Regions from separate parts of the Ovis aries genome. Here region 1 is linked to region 2. A link is a contact called in public Hi-C data. All regions are on one chromosome and are shown on one strand. The core of a region is the stretch at or near the end of the contact, and the rest is flanking DNA. Distances in the headings are between cores, read along the strand shown. Region 1 overlaps DCP1B (decapping mRNA 1B). Region 2 has its middle 28 kb from the start of ADIPOR2.

Region 1 (2,700 bases), core at 7-2,506, 160 kb before region 2:
TCACTGTCCAGCCCCCCTGCCCACCTCACAGACCCGCCACGAGGTGGCTGGGCGGCCCAGAGAGAGCACACCCCAGGACTCAGGGCAGGCCCTGAAAAGCTGGCGGACCCAGACAGCTCAGGTCTCACGTTCAGGGGTCTTTTGTGTAGTCTCTTTGGGTAAAAGGATTTTCGTGTCATTTTGCTTGAGTGTCAGGGGGCCTTGAGAGAGCGGCCAGCACTTCCTTGCTCTGTAGTCTGGCTCAAAAAATGGAAGTCTCCTCTAGTCAGACTGTTTAGTTTGAAGGTAACGCATTTTAGAGAGGAGGGGAAGGGGTCAGGAAGCAGCTGAGCATGAAAGCGGAACAGATAGGAGTTGCCCGAACCTCCCTGATTGCCAGGAAGGGGAGCCCCCTCCTTTTCCAGGGGCCGCTCGTGGTAAGTTCATGAAGGCTTGGGGACGACATCTATACACCTCTGTGAGCAATAGACAAAAACCCCTTAAATGTGAATGTAGAGGCACTTACTCCATCTAATAACCCTGTCCACAGTTCTCGGTGCAGGGGCAGAGACGCTGCGGGGCTGCAGTGGCCCCTCCCCCAGGCCTCGCTAGTTAGATTTCACAGTCTGTCATCTGCACTGGCCGCTCCCCCGTGAGCCCCTGGGAGTGAGCAGGCGTGTGAGCCATGGGTGGATCACCAGAGCGCCACAGAGCCCGGCGGGAGGGAGTCTCCAGCTTCAGAAACAGAAAACCTCCATGGGTCCCTCGGCCCCTGGAGCAGCAGCAGAGCCCCCCGGTCTCATCGCTGTCCCCCAGCCAAGGCCAGAGCCCTCCTCAGCTAACGGGGCCAGGGCAGGGCTCTGGCTCTGGCTTCACCAAGCACATTGCCCTGAAGTCTTCACTTTGGCCCACAGTAAAGGCCAGCCTCCCCGGTGGCTCAGTAGTAAAGAACCTGCCTGCCAATGCAGGAGACCCAGGTTTGATCCCTGAGTCAGGAAGATCCCAAGGAGAAGAAAGTGGCAACCCACTCCAGTATTCTTGCCTGGGAAATCCCATGGACAGAGGAGCCTGGCGGGCTACAGCCCATGAGGTCGTAAAGAGTCGGACACAACTAAACAGCAACAACCACTGCTTGTGGGTGACTTGGGGACCTTTCAGAGCCACTAGTGATCTTGCAGCCAGGCGGGCAGGATCGAGTGGGTCCTGTCCTCCCCCAGCAGCCTCCAGAGGCCTGGTGTCTCTGCAGGCAGCGGACTGACCAGGCCTCTCTGGAGCTGGCCTCACTCCGTGCTTCCCCAAGGCTGGGGCCCTGAGCTGCAGGCCACAAGCACCTGTTGCTTCCCCACCTGACCGCTGAGGACCCACAGCTGACTCATATCCCTACCACCTCCACAGCCTGGCCTCAGCCCCCCTATTCACACAGGTGCTTAGAGACCAGGCACATGAGCACCCAGGGGGGGAGGAACAGCTTAGGATCTGGTGCCAGCCCAGCCCCAAGACAGACTAAGCTTCTGGTTTCTGCAGCCGAGTCTCACCCCCTCGGGGCCTCTGATTCTGTTTTCCAGAACGACGACAACTTCTTGAATATCATCTATGAGGCTTATCTCTTCAGCTTGACACAAGCGGCCGTGAAGAAGACTCTATGAAAGCAAGACATTTCAAAACCCATGTCCAAAGTCCTCCAGTTCAAGGCTGTTTCTTGTCAAATGTTTCCCTAAATGTTTCTGCCTTTTTAAAAAAAAGAAAAGAAAAGGATGTATAATATGAAATAAAATGTCTCAGACATTTTCAGTCACGCGTCTGTTTTCATTCCATCCTTCAGGGCACCGGGTGCCAAGGATTGCGCGCGTGGGAAAAGCCCTTTGCTCACGTCACATCGCAGCGAATGCGGCGCTTCAGCAGTGTTTGCTTCTTCCCATCCTCATTTCTGAAGAGTATTCTCCCCGTGGAAAGAGCCCTTCCCTTCCAGGAACGCGGTTTCTTTTTCATCAGCAGCTGCAGTTATTTCGGGACCTCAGAGAACATGCCAACCACCAGGTGGCAGTGTAGGCCCGCAGCCACCGACGCGCCCCACCGGCCTCGCCAGTAACAAGAGGAGCGATTTTCCAGACAAAGTCAACCTGTTTGTCAGCACCCATTGGCACCGATTGCTGGGCCCTTGATGGGAAATGCTTGCTGAAAGTATTCACCGCTGGTTTCTATGGGGGTCATCCCAGGACTCCAGACACGTCCCAGGCTTCCAGCAACACAGCATCTGTCCAGCCCCTTCGGCAGAAGCCAGCCTCTGCTCCCCGGGGAACACTTTGCAGTCTTCAGCGAATAGAGCTGAGAGGAAGGCCACAGATCTTGAAGCCAGTTCTTGGCCTCTGCAGGATGGCTGCGGCCCAGACGGGCTTGTGTTCACAGAGCCAAGGGGCTCGCCCTCGGAAGGAGGCAGGAGGGCTCTGTCCAGGTTGACCTAATCCCTGCCGAGCATCGGAAATGAAGTCAGCTTTGCATTTCTACAGCCCTGTTTCTTCTCGGACCATAAAAAGATCTCCAGATGCCTACACTAGCCAGGCCTCGCTCTCCTTTCAGGGTCAGAAAAGAGGCGGGGGAAATAGGTTTCCTCACAGCTTCTGCCGCCTGGACGTGGACCGGGAGCACAGACCTGGGGCAGGCGCGTGGCCAGGCTGGGTCTTGGGGCGCCTCCTCGCCTGCCCCTGAGGGAAGGAGCTAAAC
Region 2 (2,700 bases), core at 18-2,517:
CAGATTTCAGTCAAGGCAAGAAGGAGTGAGAATGTTTTCTGTCCATGGAATTCTTCAGGCAAGAATACTGGAGTGGGTAGCATTTCCCTTCTCCAGGCGATCTTCCTGACCCAGGGATTGAACCCGTGTCTCCTGCATTGCAGGTGGATTCTTTACCATGTGAGCCACCTGGGAAGCCCAAGAATGTTTTGGAAAAAGCCATTCACAGCTGTGTAAGACTGTGTTTCCCTGGAATCTTCTGGGTGCTTTCCTTATTTCCCAAAGTTGGGTTTACCGTAAGTGAATGAATCTTAGGCTTCATGGTCTTCTTTCTTGTATTGGAAGGCCTTCTATGTCATTTGTAATTTTAAAAATTGCTGTGCCCCACCCCCCGACACACACACACACACACCCTGCCGGCCCGCCATTCTGACTGTGTAAGCTTTCAGCCTCACGAAACTCTTTCTACCTCTGCTTAGAATTCTACTAGTCCCAAGATGTCATGTCCAGCCTTCGAACTGTGGTTAACACTGTCGTATGGAGTGTCTAGAGACTGTTAAGAAGGTAGGTCCTAAATGTCCTCTTCACAAGGAGAAAAGGTTTTCTTTTTAAAGTCTCTAGGCGGTGATAGAGTCTTCTTTTTTTTTTGCTGCACTGCTCAGCTTGTGGGATCTTTGTTCCCCAACCAGGGATCAGACTTGGGCACCAGCAGTGGGAGCGCAACATTCTAACCACTGGACCCCCAGGGACTCTTGAGATAATGGATTTACACTAAGCTCATCATGGTCATCATCTCAGAATATGTGTAAGTCAGGTGCTGGTCCCCTAAAACTTAGTGTCTCAGTTACATTTCAAAAAAATAAAAAATAAAACTGAAAGAAAAAAACAAATTAAAAAAAAAAAAAGAAAAAACAAATAAAGCATTTCCCTACATGCAATGCAAGCAAACAAGCAACACCAAGACAAAACAAAACAAAACCTCCAAACAAAAACCTCCATGTTCTGATTTCTAAACAATTTCACTTACAGTGAGCAGACACCGTAAGAGGTCCCCACCCTGCCCCAGGAGTGAAGTTTGTTCTCAATGTTTCTGTCCTAGATGGTATCTGAAGGCGTGGATGTGACCTCAGCAGAGGACACAGGCACCCAGTCAGTATTCTCCAGCTCAGAAAGAAGAGCAGGCGCATGCGGGCAGGACGTGTCAGGGCCAGGGGCACAGGCTGTGTTCCTCCGGGCAGGTTTGGACCAGCCCACCCTGCATGTTCATGTTCTGAGTAAGCGCTGGGACACTTGCAGGGTGTCTGCCAGCTTGCAGGGTGACACCCCGCCCACTCCCTCTCCCAGGGAGCAGAATGTCCCCGTCTGATGAATGGGCATTGTTCTCAGGGAGTTGGTAAGTCAATTGTTTAGAGTTAGAAGGCATTTCCCCAGATAAACAAGAGAATGTGTGAGCTTTGCTGTTCAGGGCATCTCTAGACAACTGCTTGCCTCACTGAAATCAAGGCCAGGGATGATGGTAGCAGAATCACCACCCTGAGTAAAGACCTGCTTCTCAACTTGTAGACTCTGTGACTGCAGAGCAGTCCCAGGTCTGGGCCCTCCAAGTGGCTGCGTGGCCTGGGGTGTAGGCAGCGAGGAGACAGGGCTCTGAGTGGGTGGCCAGACCCTGTGGAGGGTGGAGTAAGGGCCTGGTTCCTTGGCCACATCTTCCAGAGGTCCAGGGTTGGGCTTGCTTCCTTGCTGCTTCTGTGCAAGGTTTCTTTGCCCTTTTGAAGTTCCCTAAGGTCCAGAAACAGCAGGAAATAGACTTAAAAAGTGGTTTCCAGACTTTCCTGTGGTTGATTCCACCTTCAAATGCAGAGGAGTCAGGTTTGATCCCTGGAGGAGGAACTAGGGTCCCACTTGCCACACAGTGCAGCCAAAAAAGTTTTTTTAATATATTTTTTTAATGACTTCTTTTGGAAGAGCACAGTGGTCCCCTTCTCAAGAAAAATCAAAGTCAACCTAGAGAAGAATGGTGAATTTCTGGGTATTCGAAAAGCCAAACAAATCCAGATTAGATTCCTTGCATTTTCGATTGGCTCTGATCAAGTGCGTGCATGCATCCTCAGTCATGTCTGACTCTTTTCGAATCCCGGATATAGCCCACCAGGCTCCTCTGTCCATGGGATTCTCCAGGCAAGCGTACTGGAGTGGGTTGCCATTTCCTTCTCCTGGGGTCTTCCCGACCCAGGGATCGAACCCTCATCTCCTGCATTGGCAGGCAGGTTCTTTACCACTGAGCCACCTGTGAAGCCGCAACTTTGACTGAGAGATGATTCCAAAGATCTTACATGTCATAGTTGTGTGCTTTTTAAAAACCATGTTACGTTTGATCTTGCCTTGATACAAGTACCAATATCTCCTTTAAAAAGACCTTATGGGACTTCCCTGGGAGTTCAGTGGTTAAAACTCTGCACTTCAACCACAGCAAGCGTGGCTTTGATCCCTGATCTGGGAATTAAGATCCTACATGCTGCACTGTGAAGCCCAAATGTATAAAGAAAAAAATAAACTAGGCCACAGTGAACTTTCTACATATGTATTTTAAAAAATCATAAAATTTTAAAAAATAAGACAATGTTTTACAGAAAGCTTTCACAGACTTTATCTTATCTGAAGGAAATATATTATGGTGGCTCAGATGGTAAAGAATCTGCCTGCGATGTGGGAGTCCCAGGT

Evidence for each region. Hi-C and Micro-C count contacts between places; a contact is called where the count stands out from the background.
Region 1: a contact with region 2 is called in a Hi-C map of hypothalamus, with 5 times the contacts expected there. The contact joins two enhancer-like sites. A contact is called at or near these places in 9 of 16 Hi-C or Micro-C datasets (blood, hypothalamus, liver and 4 more).

Annotation. Positions count from the first base shown.
Region 1 is chr3:214,150,582-214,153,281 of ARS-UI_Ramb_v3.0, reverse strand. DCP1B (decapping mRNA 1B) reads left to right here. Exons shown (of 9, transcript XM_004006970.6): 9 at 1,545-1,770. The coding sequence ends at 1,625. Among named protein-coding and RNA genes, the nearest start is that of CACNA2D4, 17 kb to the right of the region's middle. Within about 2 kb of position 1,256, at least 4 of the 54 cell types and tissues checked have an H3K27ac peak or open chromatin away from gene starts, as enhancers often do. A contact at or near this core is called in hypothalamus, where this site is marked.
Region 2 is chr3:213,993,933-213,996,632 of ARS-UI_Ramb_v3.0, reverse strand. No RefSeq gene overlaps it. Among named protein-coding and RNA genes, the nearest start is that of ADIPOR2, 28 kb to the left of the region's middle. Within about 2 kb of position 1,267, at least 20 of the 54 cell types and tissues checked have an H3K27ac peak or open chromatin away from gene starts, as enhancers often do. A contact at or near this core is called in hypothalamus, where this site is marked.